Linked DNA regions of Mus musculus: all the other regions are linked to region 1. The links are chromatin contacts, called in public HiChIP or PLAC-seq maps. All regions are on one chromosome and are shown on one strand. The core of a region is the stretch at or near the end of the contact, and the rest is flanking DNA. Distances in the headings are between cores, read along the strand shown. Region 1 holds the start of Lamtor4 (late endosomal/lysosomal adaptor, MAPK and MTOR activator 4). Region 2 has its middle 48 kb from the start of Fam20c. Region 3 has its middle 34 kb from the start of A430033K04Rik.

Region 1 (4,255 bases), core at 610-3,109:
AATGTCTTCTGTCCTTGCTCCTCACTGCTACCAGTCCAGTTTCCTGCTTATATGGCTCTCCTGGGACACTTGTGCTACACCATTTCTGTGAGTCACAGTTGTTTTAAAACCCTTTAACCCTCAAGATTTGTCGAAAGATGTTGAAGCTAGCCGCAGGAAGTTCAGTATCAGTCTTACCACAGCATCCTTCCTCTTCAAATGGTTTCAACACAAAACCACGGCCAACTCGGGCACTGGCACACTCAGGCAAGCATGCCCGGCTCCCAACCCTGAGGGTTCTTTTCTCTTTCACAATTTTCTGCCCTTGCAGCGTAGCTCAATTCCTGCCTCTAGAGAAGTCTTGCCCCCACCCCACCCCACCTCACCCCCCAAAATTCTAGAGGCAGGCAAAAATGGATCAGAGCATAAAAGTGCTTGCCTCAATGCCTGATGACCTGAGTTCAATCCTCAAGACCCACATGGCAGGAGAATTCACTCCAAAGTGTCCTCGAACTTTCACCCCCTGTGGCACCCATACGTGCGTCCCTACAAGAATTTAACAAATAAAAACAAACTACAACTAACTAACTAATTGTATAACTTGGGTAATGGTTTGTTTGTTGTTTTTTGAGGCTGAGTTACATGTAGTCCAGGTTGTGATTGAATTTGATATGTAGCCAAAGATAAGCCTGAACATCTAACCCACTGTTTCCACCTTCCAAGTGCTGGGACTACACTCTGTTTGGTTTTATGCAGTATTGGGATTGAAGAGAAGGCTCTGTGCATGCTAGGCAACTCATTCTCCGTACTAAGCTACCTCCCCAACCTTTTGGTAATTAGCTTTTATACCACATATCCAAATACTACATAAAGCTTACTATATGGCAAGCAAGGAACCACAGAGAAGACAAAAAGAGACAACTTGGAAATATTTGAAGGGATTTCTGGGCTGTGTGTCCCCAAAGGACCCCCCCACACACACACACACACACACCCTCCACCCCACGCTTTGCTTTCCCACAACGCACCGCCAGCACTGCACCTTCGCTCAGCACCAGGTAGCCAAGCTGGTCTGGGATTCGCTCCAGCCCTTGGGTCAGTGCGGAAGTCTAGAGGGTAAAGAGACAAGGAGAATCATGACAGCCTTGCAAACCCATCTCCCTCCTGGATATGAGCCTTCCAAGGCCCTCATAATGGCTTGTAACACTGAGTCTCCATCCACGGTCACTATTGGACCTCTGAGCTCTTCCACTTGTCATGTAGGTGACCCAGGAGGCCTTCCTAGCCCCTCAACCCCTCCTCATGTCCCTTCCCACTCCAGTCCCCTTATGCCCCGCCCCTTGTGCCATCTAGACTACTCCCCCGCTGCAGAACACCCGGTAGCGGAGCCTTCCTTCTCCAGCCCTCCCTGTCGCTTCCCTCCCATCTCTGTTCCCTTTCGGTCCCAGGGTGGACTGGAGGTGACAGTGAAATGCAAGCCATAAGGTGGCAACAGAAGCTCGGAAAACAGGGACGCGGAACCGCAGGCGTGCACACCCGCGCATGCGTCCACACTCACCATCGCAGCCGTAGGTGCAGTGTAAGCAGTCTGCCGGATAGGTAGTTTCCGGCTCCAGGCTCGGGTCAGGTGGTTTCACCAGCTGACTGTAGCCCAGCCCTTCGCTTGAGGATTGGATGGCGGGTATGTCATTATACTTTATCAACCACTGCGGAGCCCCGCTTTCCGAACACATTCGTGGATTGGTTGCATTTCCCCGCCCCTCAGGATTTGCCTGCGAGAGTTGTCCGGAGAGTCGCGGGGCAGTGTCGCCACACGAACGTGCACTGCTTCTATCCTTTGCAATAGGAATATGCATCTGCCGGTGGCTTCCAAGAAGAAAGTAGAACAGTCCGGTGATGTAAGAGGAGTCTTAGGTGTCACTGTTCAACCTGAAAAGAGAAACTAATGTACCAATGTGAAAGACGATGGTTTGGTTTACACGTGAAAAGCTGTTCACGTGTTAACTTTCTGCCTTGAGTATATGTGTTAAGAGTGGATCGGCCCAAATATGGCTATGAATGAGTAAATCAAATTTGCTGTGTACACACAGTAGTGTAAGATCAATACAAGATGATAATGTCCTGACACCAAATGCAGCTTGAGAATCTCCAAAACAAGAGAAAGCAGGCCAGGGAGATGGCTTCAGAGACCACTCAGCCTTCAGAGGCTCAGACCCAACCAAAAGGACGGGTTGTGAAAGGGCAGGTTCATAAGGCTATATATTATGTGGTCCCATCTATGTAAGACGCTTAGCTGTGACTATTGCCGAATGCTTGTAATCCTAGTTTAAAGCCTGAGAGGCCGAGGATTGGGCTGAATAGGGAGTTCAGTGCCAGACTGAGGCCTGAGCTACCTACCAAGATCCTGATTAAAACACATACACTTCTTGCAAATACAGAAAAACTGAAAGCAATTACTAGTTGGTAGTGGGGCAAGAAAAAATAGGAAGTGCTTATTAATGAGGGTATGGCAGGGCATGTGATTTAAGCTTTTTGGAATTCATATTGAAGTCTGCATATCTTTGTGAATGTGCCGAAGTTACTAAGTTGTACACTAAATTAGTGAATTATATCCCCCACCCCATTTATTTTCAGTGCCAAGAAGCAAAGTCAGGGCCTTATGCATACTGGGTGTGGGTCTGTACCCACAGCACTAAACAAAGAAAGTCGTCCACCCCAAATCATCTTGTAGAAGCAGCAGCTAATTAGAGAAAATGAGGCAAGGCTGTAGCTATCGTTTCAAAACTTGCCTAGCATGCATAGGCCCCAGATTCAATCATCATGACCAAAAAATTGAAGTAGGGCTGGCAAAGTGGCTCAGCGGGCAAAGGTGCTTGGCACCATTGCTCTGAAGTGGGTATACAAATATCAACAGCTGCTTTGTACAATCCAGAGAATGGTCTACAGTAGCCACAATTTTTATTTTGAACGAGTGACTTTATAAAGTGAGTGAGAGAGAGAGAGAGAGAGAGAGAGAGAGAAGCACATCAATTTCCATCAAATCAGGTACTCAAGTATCCAAGTATCCAGCCAAAACTACCTGAGGAAGTCCCTTTAAGACAACTACGAACAGACAGAGTTCTGGGCAGAGCAGAGAGTTTCTTCAGGGAAGGCTTCTAAGTAAAAGAACAGAAATCATGAAATTGGGAGCTTACAGACATCCATCCAAAACCAACCTGGAGAGGCTGAGGTTGCTAGCTGGAGTTCTGGATTACGTTTTCACACCATGACTGAGCATTCAGCTTCTCTATAACATTGCAGGAACTTTTTTACCATGCGTGAGCCCTGGGGATCTCTGTTGGAAATGGTTTACCTGGCAGCTGTTGTCAAGGGCAATTTGCTTGTTGGCTTAATTGGTTGGTTGGTTGGTTGGTTGGTTGGTTGGTTGGTTGGTTGATTGGTCATTCTTGAGACAGAATATCACTAATGTAGACTAAGCTAGCCTAGAACCCAAAGAGCTCCTCTGGCCTCTGCCTCTGAAGTTCTATGATTGAAGGTGTGCTCCACCATTCACTGACAGGTACAAGATTTTTGCTTTTGATGTTCTGTTTGAAAAGACTGGAATTTGCACAGGACACACCAGGACCAAGTTCCCAACACAAAGGAGAGATTTATTTGCTCCAGAGGGACAAAGAGTGTGGATAGAAGACAAGGGAGAGGGGAAAGAAATATTTGCTCCAGACAAAGTGACTACCTCTGGATAAAGTGGAGACAGGCATGGTCCTTAGGCAAATGGCAGTTTATAAAAGTAAAATAAGAAACCTGTGATAGAATGAGTTGCTTTGTTTTGATTAGACATGATAATTAAGGTGACCAAAGGGAGGCTTTTGATTGCTGGACTTTAATATTTTAATACCAGGCTGGCCTTGAACTCAGAGATCCACACGACTCTGCCTCCATAGTGCTGGGATTAAAGGCCTGTGCCACCATGCCCTGCTTTATTTTTATTTTTATTTTTATTTTGTGTAGCTTTGAGTATCTGTGTGAGTATATGCCATCTGCGTGCAGGTGCCCATGATGGCCAGAAGAGGTCATTGTTTCCATGGGAACAAGAGTTACAGGGAGTTTTAAGCTACTCATCTAACTGGGGTGCTCTGCAAGAGCAGCAAACACTCACAGCACCAAGCCATCTCTTCAGCCTCCATGCCTGCAGGCAAGCTTGGACATTGGTAATTTGGGAAAAAAATGGATATATTAACTTGACCGTATGTGCATGCACATTTTGTTTGTATTCATG
Region 2 (4,255 bases), core at 657-3,156, 450 kb before region 1:
GCCTATCAGCTTCTGTGGATTTTCCTGTCTTTATCTTCCACCTCACTGAAGGAGTGCTGGGATTACAGACACACCTACCACAGTATCAGGCTTTACATGGGGGCTGGGGATTGAACTCGTGTCCTCATGATTGCATGACAAATACTTTATCCACTGATCCCAGCTTAGCTCCTGAAGATCATTTGTAAATATAACATCTCCTTCACTTACTGATGGTGTTACTCACAACGTGATGGCTTCAGTTCTGTTAAGCTTCACTGGCATTTATCATTGTGGTGGTTTGAATACGCTTGGCCCACAGAGTGGTACTACTAGGAGGGGTGAACTTGTTGGAGTAGGTATGGCCTTATTGAGGAACGTGTCAATTTGGGGGTGGGTTTTGAGAACTTATCCTAGCTGCCTGAGGATGGCAGTCTTCTCCTGGTTCCCTTCAGAACAAAATGTAGAACTCTCAGCTCCTCCTGCATCGTGCCTGCCTGGTTGCTGCCATGCATCCCATCCTTGATGATAAAGGACTGAACCTGAAAGCTAGCCCCAATTAACTGTTTGCCTTGGTCATAGTGTCTCTTTACAGTAATGAAAGCCCTAACTAAGACACTCATTAGCATTTTCTCTATTGGTGATTTAAGTCTAGCCAGGCCACAGAGAACTAAGCCACAACTTGATCCATATCTTCTGCCAATATCTACAAAGCATGTGTTCCTGCTGGGAATGTTGCCAGAACTGTTTGTGTCATAGCCTGGGCCTCTCAGCTGCCCTAACAGCCAGCTTCTTCCACTTGTCCTCTGTAGACCAACTACACAAGTCATAGTGGAAAGAAATGAGGAGTTTTATTCAATGTGGTTACACTGGGGAAAAGGAACAAGCAGAGTCATGACCCCATGTCTATCTTCTGGGTCCTGATGTGAGGCTTAGATTTAAATAGAGGGCATGAGGTGCACATAGCCAAGCAGACTTGTCAAGGTGTCTTGTCTCAGCAATCATCACTGTCTCAGCTCTCATCTCTCATACAAGGTAGTCTGACAAGTTGTCAGATCTGTGTGAACTCCATTTCCTGGAGACAAGAGCCTCCTCTGGCTTCAACTTCACTTTCTCTTAAAGATGAGGTTCCTGGAGAATCCCAAGCTTTTGAGGCCCATTGTTTTAATGGTTTGCTAGCTAAAGGGACGGTTTTGTGTGGCACTATTCCTGGGGAGGTAGGGGCAAATGTCTATTCATATGTGGGAGCTAACAACAGCCCAAAGTAAAAATGCCACTGACTTAGGCTTTCCACTGCTGTGAAGAGATACCACAACCACAGCAACTATTATAAAGAAAAAACAGTTAACTGGGGCTGGATTACAGTTTCAGAGGTTTCATCCATTATCATCATGGCAGGATAACCTCAGCATCCAGGCAGACATGGCACTGGAGAAGAAGCTGAGAGTACTACATCTTGATCCACAGGGAGCAGAAATAAATGCCACACTAGGCCTAGCTTGAACATATATGACTTCAAAGCTTACCCCTATAGTGATATACTTCCTCCAACAAGGCCACAATTACTCTAACAAGGCCACACCTTCTAATAATGCCACTCCCTATGGGTCAAGATTCACACACATGAGTCTATGGGGGCCATTCTTATTCAAACCACCACAGCCACCACAGGCCAATTTGAAGAACCACGTGTAGTTTTGGGGTTACAAAACATGGATGAAGGGTTACTTACAGGAGCAGCAGTGATTCCAAGCAACTGTATGACCAAAGCCCACCCCAGCAAAGAAAGGTATAAAGGCTGGATACCTGGAGTACTTTGCACAATTTTCAGGCAGCTCAACAGGTTGGGAGGTATCCTTCCCCATTAGCTCAGCTGCTCTGAGCCTCTTCCAGGCAGATCAACTTGTCAGGCAGTCTACATTGCAGCTTCTCTTATCTGAGAGTGACTCACACTCACAAACATCTTTTCAGCTTACATATCTGTTTGGGGAGGGAGAGGCCTGGTGAGTCTGACCAGTTTCAGGGACTTCCAGAAACTATTTCAAGTGGTTTGCTCCCTGACCTTAGGAGCTTCAGGGCAGGGTGAAATGTCTTGTCTCCCAGTAGAACACAGTACTGTCTCACTTTCCTGTGAGCTTCTTGAATCCTAATGAGCTTTTCTCCAAGGTGGAAGATTTTAATCTTGGAGGAAAGTGTCCCACAGCAGGGAGGTACAAGGGTCTCTTCAGATGGTATTTTTACATGCCAGGAGGTTTCTAGGCCCCATTACTGGTATGGCGCTGGGCCCCAGAGATGGCAAGCCTGTGGTACACCATTTCCTATCAATGTTGAGCAAGGGGCTTTTAGTTACAGCCATGGGACACAACATGCAGATTGTATCCAGTTTGCAAAATAAAGGTACTAATTTGATAGGGTTTGAGAAGAAAAGGAGGAGGGGGTCCGAGCACAGGGACCATCAGACATTCAAGACCTGATGGGAGAAGCAGACTTCAGGGAACTGAGCCAATATTACAAAGGAAATCAGCCCTGCCCCACCCAAGAGCAGAGGTCAGGGGGTATCCATCTCTCAGAAGCACTGGTATTGGCTTGTGGAGATGTCCACTCACCCGTGTCTGTCTCTGTGGCTCTACTTTGTCTACTTTCCCTACTTTGTCTGATTGGCCCCATCTGCCCTGGTGGCTGTCATCTTGTCATGAAGCTGTCTGTCTGCCCTAGTGATTGTTGTCTTGTCTTGATGGCCTTCTGCTCTGGTGGTTGTCTTGTCACAGTGGCCCTGCTTGCCCTATCTGGTGGCTTCTGTCTTGTAATGGTGGTCCTGTCTTGTCTTGGTGGCTATGATTCTCTCTCGGTGTCTCTTTTACTCCCTGTTATTTACCACCGCTCCTATGGTGAGATGCTATAAAACAGCTTTTCTTTATTAAGACACATTTATCCTAAAGCTTTTAGGCAGTGTTAGAAATCGTGGTTTAAAGAATAAGCCTAGGAATATGGATAAAATAGAAAATGTTTCCCAATGAAATTTCACCTAAAAGATGCCATTTTCTACTTTTCTGTATCACAGTGGATTACAGCCACTAGGACTCTGGGACCTGCATCAGGGAAGGTCATTTTATTGTGTCTCTTATGGGATATTCCCAGAAATCAACCAAGATCAGAGTGGAAACAAAGACACAGGCAAGACATGGTGCTGGACACCTTTGATCTCAACACTTAGGAGGCAAGAGGCAGGCCATCAATCTGTATGAGTTTGAGACTCTTCTTGTCTACCTAGTGAGTTCCAGGCAGCAAGAGCTACATAGTGAGACCCTGAGTTTAAATGAGAATGGCCCCCGTAGGCTCATATATTTGAACATTTGGTCCCCAGTTGTTGGAACTGTTTGGAAAGGGTTGGGAAGTGCAGCCATTTTGGAGGAGGTGTGTCACTGCGATTGGGATTCTGATGTTTCAAAGACCCCATATCACTCCCAGTTAGGTCTCTGTCTACCTTGTGTTTGTGGATCAGGCATGGCGCTAAGCTACCACTCCAACACCATATCAGCTTGCGGTGTGTTCCTCTCCATGATGGTCATAGACTTTAACCATCTGAAACTGTAAGCAAGGCCTCAATTAAATGCTTTCTTTATGAGCTGTATTAGTCATGGTCACAGCAATAGGAAAGTCACTAAGACACCCTTGAATAAAAGTAAGATAAAAGATAATAAATGTAGGATCAAAGCAAAGAAACAGATAAAACTCTGATATTGGGTTGTAGATGGATAATCATAATTGCATCCCCAAGTAGGTCTTCCAGCTAGGGAGAGAACCTTTGCATCAAAGCTTTAGCATGTCTGAAGGCATGCTGCTGATGGAGCTTGGAGCCCTCTAGTGTGGATGCTGGATTTGGAAAATCCCGCACTGAAGGTGTCTCACTTTACTCTTGTTGGCTGTGGGTGATTACCAGCAACCCAGAATCCAATGAGGGGCTCCTGGAACAAAAGCTGAAGAAGTCGCGCTTGTGACCAGAGGCCTCCGACATAGGACCAGTGAGTGACTCAGATCTACTGGGTTATAGATAGCCAGCTCGCCAGTTAGGACATCAGAGTCACACAAACTTGACTTCACTCTCTATTTGTGGCCAATGGAAACTGTCTTGCAACACTGCCAGAAACCCGAGAATACCACTAGTCAGACAAATCAAAATTTAGTAGGTGGTCATCTTGCTGATCCAGAACCTATACAGCCACAGAAGCGCCATCTACTCCATTAAAAAGGCTTATTGACATGTTCGTGTATGTGA
Region 3 (4,255 bases), core at 1,152-3,651, 400 kb before region 1:
TTTCTTTGGGGTCTATTGTTTCAAAAGTCTGATAGTCAGACAGAAAGATGCTCGTGTCTCTTTAGAATGTCTTCATTTCTGTCAGCTCACTGCATCTGCTTCACAAACCTCACTTGTGATGCTAAGCAAGCTGGAGAACTCAACAGGACTAACTAGTGTATGCAGAGCCTCTTGAAGGCCACAAGGGGGCGCTCAGGGTACATATCGGCCACTAAGAGATGATGGAAGGGTTGTAATTTCAGTACTGTGTTTCCCTTCATGCCCGCAGCCTCTTGGGTCATCTGTCCACGGGAGCATCCCTCTGGGTCCTGGAAAGTACACAGTCCAGAACAGCTACCCCTCTAGCCCACTGTCAGATTCTAACCCTGAGGACTCTCTATAACATTCCTCTATGTGTACAATTGACCTTATTCTGCAGTGCTAGGTCAGATATGTAAGATGTCACACTTCCAGCTGAGGTTACTTGCTTCACAGATGGCAGTAGTTTTCTGGTGGGAAATCTCAAACTTCACAGAGATAATAGAATCTGGGTCCTCTTCGGACCTCTTTGGCCCTATCCTACTCATGGATTTTGGTGACATCTCTTGCTTCAGGGAGATCATGGATGAAGTAGAGATCTATAATAGAGACTATAGGGAGGGTCTTTGAGGCTCTCATATTGTCCTAGGCTATTCTAGGACTGGGTATTTGGTGTCTGGAATATCATAAGAGCCTCTAGAGAATCAAAGACACTCAGGGCTGAAATTTAGACATGGTATCTCACCATGGGAGGAAAATGGGGCAACTAGCTGGGACCTTAAAGAAAGACATGAATAGATATTTATCCGCTATGCATGGGGATATAAAAAGGGAATATAAAGTCAGGCAGCTAAGGCTTGCCACCAATACCAGTGAGGGGAATAATTGGAGACTGGAAGGTTGAGCCAGAAAGGGTGAGCAGCACTGAAAAACTGGCATTGAATAAAAGGAAAGTCATCTCATTGCCTGCCACATCTGGGGTTATCTAAGCTCATCCATAGACGTAGGGAATATAGGACCCTGTAGAGTGTCAGGCCTGGTCGCTCTTCTGAGGACACTGATTTCCTTGCTGGCTCCTCAGCCTGGGAGCAGAATTAGGGGCATTTCCCAACTTTCAGGTTTGACCTGAGGTCGAGGTTCTTGCAAGGAGGTTGTCGTTCGAGTCCCGTGGATCTCCACTTTGCTAACTGGACATGTGCCTTCGGATGTCTGTAACCTGGTGACCTTGGGCACTCTTTTCTTACTTGTTTCTGTCTGACCAGCGGCCAGGTTACCTCTCTTAGACTGAGCTAAGTGTCCACTAGAGGGAGCTTTAGGGTGCTATTGTTAACACAGTACAGATCTTAGAGATAAGAGTTACTATTGACAGTGGTAGTTTTGTGGGTGTGGTGTGGTGGGTAGGTGAGTGGGTGAGTGGATGAATTAGGTGTGGGTGGGTGGTGTAGAGAACTTGTTTGTGGGTTTTTTTTAAAAATATATATCTTTAGCCCTTCGTTCCTCATCCACCCACATCCAAATGTAGTCCTTCAACACTTTTCATAATTCTAGGAAGAAACTTACCAAGCCTGGAAGCAGGGATTTTGAGCTCATTTTCTTATTGACTCTTATGAGGGTGATGGGGTCTTTTCTCCCATGGCATCAAACTATGCCCACACAGTAGACAGACTGTCCTATACAATGGGTCTCCTTACCAAGCCAGTGGTGCTGACCCTCCCTGACCACAGTCTTACACACGCACACACGCATGCATGCATGCATGTGCTTATGTATGCACATACACACACACACCCACTCACACACACACACAAAAACACACACGTACTCACACACACAAACACACACACTCACACACACACAAACACACACTCACACACATAAACACACACACTCACACACACACAAACACACCCACACACACACACTCACACACACATACACACACTCACACACACACACACACACACACACACACCCCACATACACCCCATTTGTGTGTGCATGAGTGCATGTGAATACAGATGCCTGAGGAGGTCATAAGTGTCAGATTACCTGAAGCTGAAATCTCAAATGGTTGTGAGTGACTTGATGTTGGTGATGGTAACTCAGGTCCTATGCAAGTGCAGTTAAGTATTCTCAACTGTTGAGCCTTCTCTACAGCTCCCACCATTCTCCCTTGGGGAATGTGGCTGTGGAAGGAACGAGGGAATTATGGTGGGAATCTGCTCAGGTTAGTGCCCACCTAGGAATTATTCTACAGCTTTTTCCAACCAATGACATTTGCAACAAAGAGGACTCTAGGTGGCCAGCCAGGCCTGCTATACACCTCCTCATTTTCTCAGGAAAACTGCAGGATGATCTGTTGGCCAGAGGAGGTCGCCCAAACACTATGCTTACATAGTGTTATATGCTTAGTTTTCTGTCCCAGAAAATGGAGACTACACACAGCACAGAACTCTGGTCAGAAAGGAGGTGATTTTAAAAAATCAATCTTCAGGTTCCATATCTCTAATGCTGTGAGTCCAGATAATGTTACCTCCTTTGATTCTGGGGTGTTTCCACTATCACAGCTCTCTGGCATGTCCTTGCAGATTTCTATTTAGTCTCATGGCCATCTGGGCATCTCTCTTGTTCTTCCCCACACTTGATCCTAACCCCTACCCCATTCCCCTCCCATCCCCTCTCCCACCCAGCTCCCTCACCCCATCTGTCTCCTACAGCTATTTTATTTCCCTGTTTACATGAGATTCAAACACCCTGTGTTGGGCTTTCCTTCTTATTTAGCTTCTTGTGGTCTGTGGAGTATAGCATAGTACCTGTATTTTATGGCTAATATCCACTTATAAGTGAGTTCATATCATATTTGTCCTTTTGAGTCTGGGTTACCTTGCTTAGGATGATATTTTCTAGTTCTATCCTTTTGTCTACAAAATTCATGATGCCTTTGTTTTTAATAGCTGGATAGTATTCCGTTGTCTAGACATACCAATTTTCTTTATCTATTCTTCAGTTGAGGAACATCTAGGTTGTTTCCAGTTTCTGGCTATCAAGAATAAAGCTGCTATGAACATAGTTGAGCAAGTGTCCCTGTGGTATAGTAGGGCATCTTTTTGGTATATTCCCAGGAGTGGGTCTTGAGGTAGAACTATTCCCAGTTTTCCGAGAAACAGACAATTTAATTTCCAACGTGGTTGTAAAAGTTTGCCCTCCCACCAGCAGTGGAGGAGTGTTTCCCTTTGCTCCACATCCTTGCCAGCATGTGCGGGTCATTCTGACAGGTGTAAGATGGAATCTTAGAGTTGTTTTAAATTGCATTTCCCTGATGACTAAGGACTTTGAACACTTATCTAAGTGTTTCTTGGCCATTCAAGAATCCTCTGTTGAGAAGTATCTGTTTAGCTCTCTACCCCCATTTTTAATTGGGTTATTTGGGTTGTTGGTGCCTAACTTCTTGAGTTCTTTATAAATTTTGGATATCAACCCTCTGCCAGAAGTAGGGTTGGTGACTAGGCAGGAACCCCAGTGGAGCAATAGAAGCAGCAACCCACCCATAAAACTCTCAACCCCCAAATGTATCCTGTCGACAAGAAATGCAGGGATGGGGGATAGCAGAGACGGAGGGAATGGCTATCCAATAACACGCCCTACTTGAAACCCATCCCATGGGCAAGCACTAATTTCTATTAATAATACTGTTATGCTTGTATACAGGAGTCTAGCAAGCTTGTCCTCTGAGAGGTTCCACCCAGCAACTGACTCAGATGGATGCAGAGACTCACAGCTGAACAGTGGATGGAGCTTAGGGACTCTTTTGGAAGAACCAGGGAAAGGATTGTGGGCCCTGAAGGGGATAGGAACTTCACAGGAAGACCAACAAAGTTCACTAACCTGCGATTTCAGAGACTGAACCACCAAACATACATAGGCTGGAGCCAGACCTCTCCACACATGCATAGCAGATGTGCAACTCAGTCTTCATGTGGGTTCCAAACAACTGGAGAGGGGCTAACCCCAAAGCTGTTATTGCCTGTAAGGGATGTGTTCTTCTAGCTGGGCTGCCTTGTTTGGCCTCAGTGGGAGAGGATGCACCTAGCTTCACAGAGGCTTGATATACCAGGGTTGGGAGAAACCCAGGGTGCCTCTACCCCCTCATAGGGCATGGGAGAAGGGATTGTGGGAAAGGGTAACTGGGAAGGGGGCAGTGATCAGGATATCAAGTGAAAAAAAACTCATATTGATA

Evidence for each region. HiChIP or PLAC-seq counts read pairs in DNA pulled down with a chosen protein or histone mark.
Region 2: a FOXA1 HiChIP or PLAC-seq map of pancreatic cancer cells shows a contact between it and region 1. The contact joins the enhancer-like site here to the promoter of Lamtor4 in region 1. A contact is called at or near these places in 9 of 39 promoter capture datasets (the 3T3-L1 cell line, the C10 cell line, cranial neural crest and 5 more), 5 of 115 datasets of contacts at active chromatin or transcription factors (acute myeloid leukemia, embryonic hindbrain, embryonic stem cells and 2 more) and 1 of 9 other capture datasets (macrophages).
Region 3: a contact with region 1 is called in an H3K4me3 HiChIP or PLAC-seq map of bone marrow-derived macrophages, with 5 times the contacts expected there. The contact joins the enhancer-like site here to the promoter of Lamtor4 in region 1. A contact is called at or near these places in 20 of 39 promoter capture datasets (the 3T3-L1 cell line, 3T3-L1-derived adipocytes, the C10 cell line and 14 more), 2 of 15 datasets of contacts at CTCF or cohesin (large pre-B cells and pro-B cells), 2 of 484 Hi-C or Micro-C datasets (bone marrow-derived macrophages and cortical neurons), 19 of 115 datasets of contacts at active chromatin or transcription factors (Th17 cells, acute myeloid leukemia, bone marrow-derived macrophages and 15 more) and 2 of 9 other capture datasets (liver and macrophages).

Annotation. Positions count from the first base shown.
Region 1 is chr5:138,253,086-138,257,340 of GRCm38.p6, reverse strand. It overlaps Lamtor4 (late endosomal/lysosomal adaptor, MAPK and MTOR activator 4), which reads right to left and starts at 1,859. Exons shown (of 4, transcript NM_001081108.2): 1 at 1,538-1,859; 2 at 1,008-1,088. The coding sequence starts at 1,540.
Region 2 is chr5:138,705,237-138,709,491 of GRCm38.p6, reverse strand. No RefSeq gene overlaps it. Among named protein-coding and RNA genes, the nearest start is that of Fam20c, 48 kb to the left of the region's middle. Within about 2 kb of position 1,906, at least 34 of the 459 cell types and tissues checked have an H3K27ac peak or open chromatin away from gene starts, as enhancers often do. A contact at or near this core is called in acute myeloid leukemia, macrophages and pancreatic cancer cells, where this site is marked.
Region 3 is chr5:138,655,082-138,659,336 of GRCm38.p6, reverse strand. No RefSeq gene overlaps it. Among named protein-coding and RNA genes, the nearest start is that of A430033K04Rik, 34 kb to the right of the region's middle. Within about 2 kb of position 2,401, at least 9 of the 459 cell types and tissues checked have an H3K27ac peak or open chromatin away from gene starts, as enhancers often do. A contact at or near this core is called in bone marrow-derived macrophages, where this site is marked.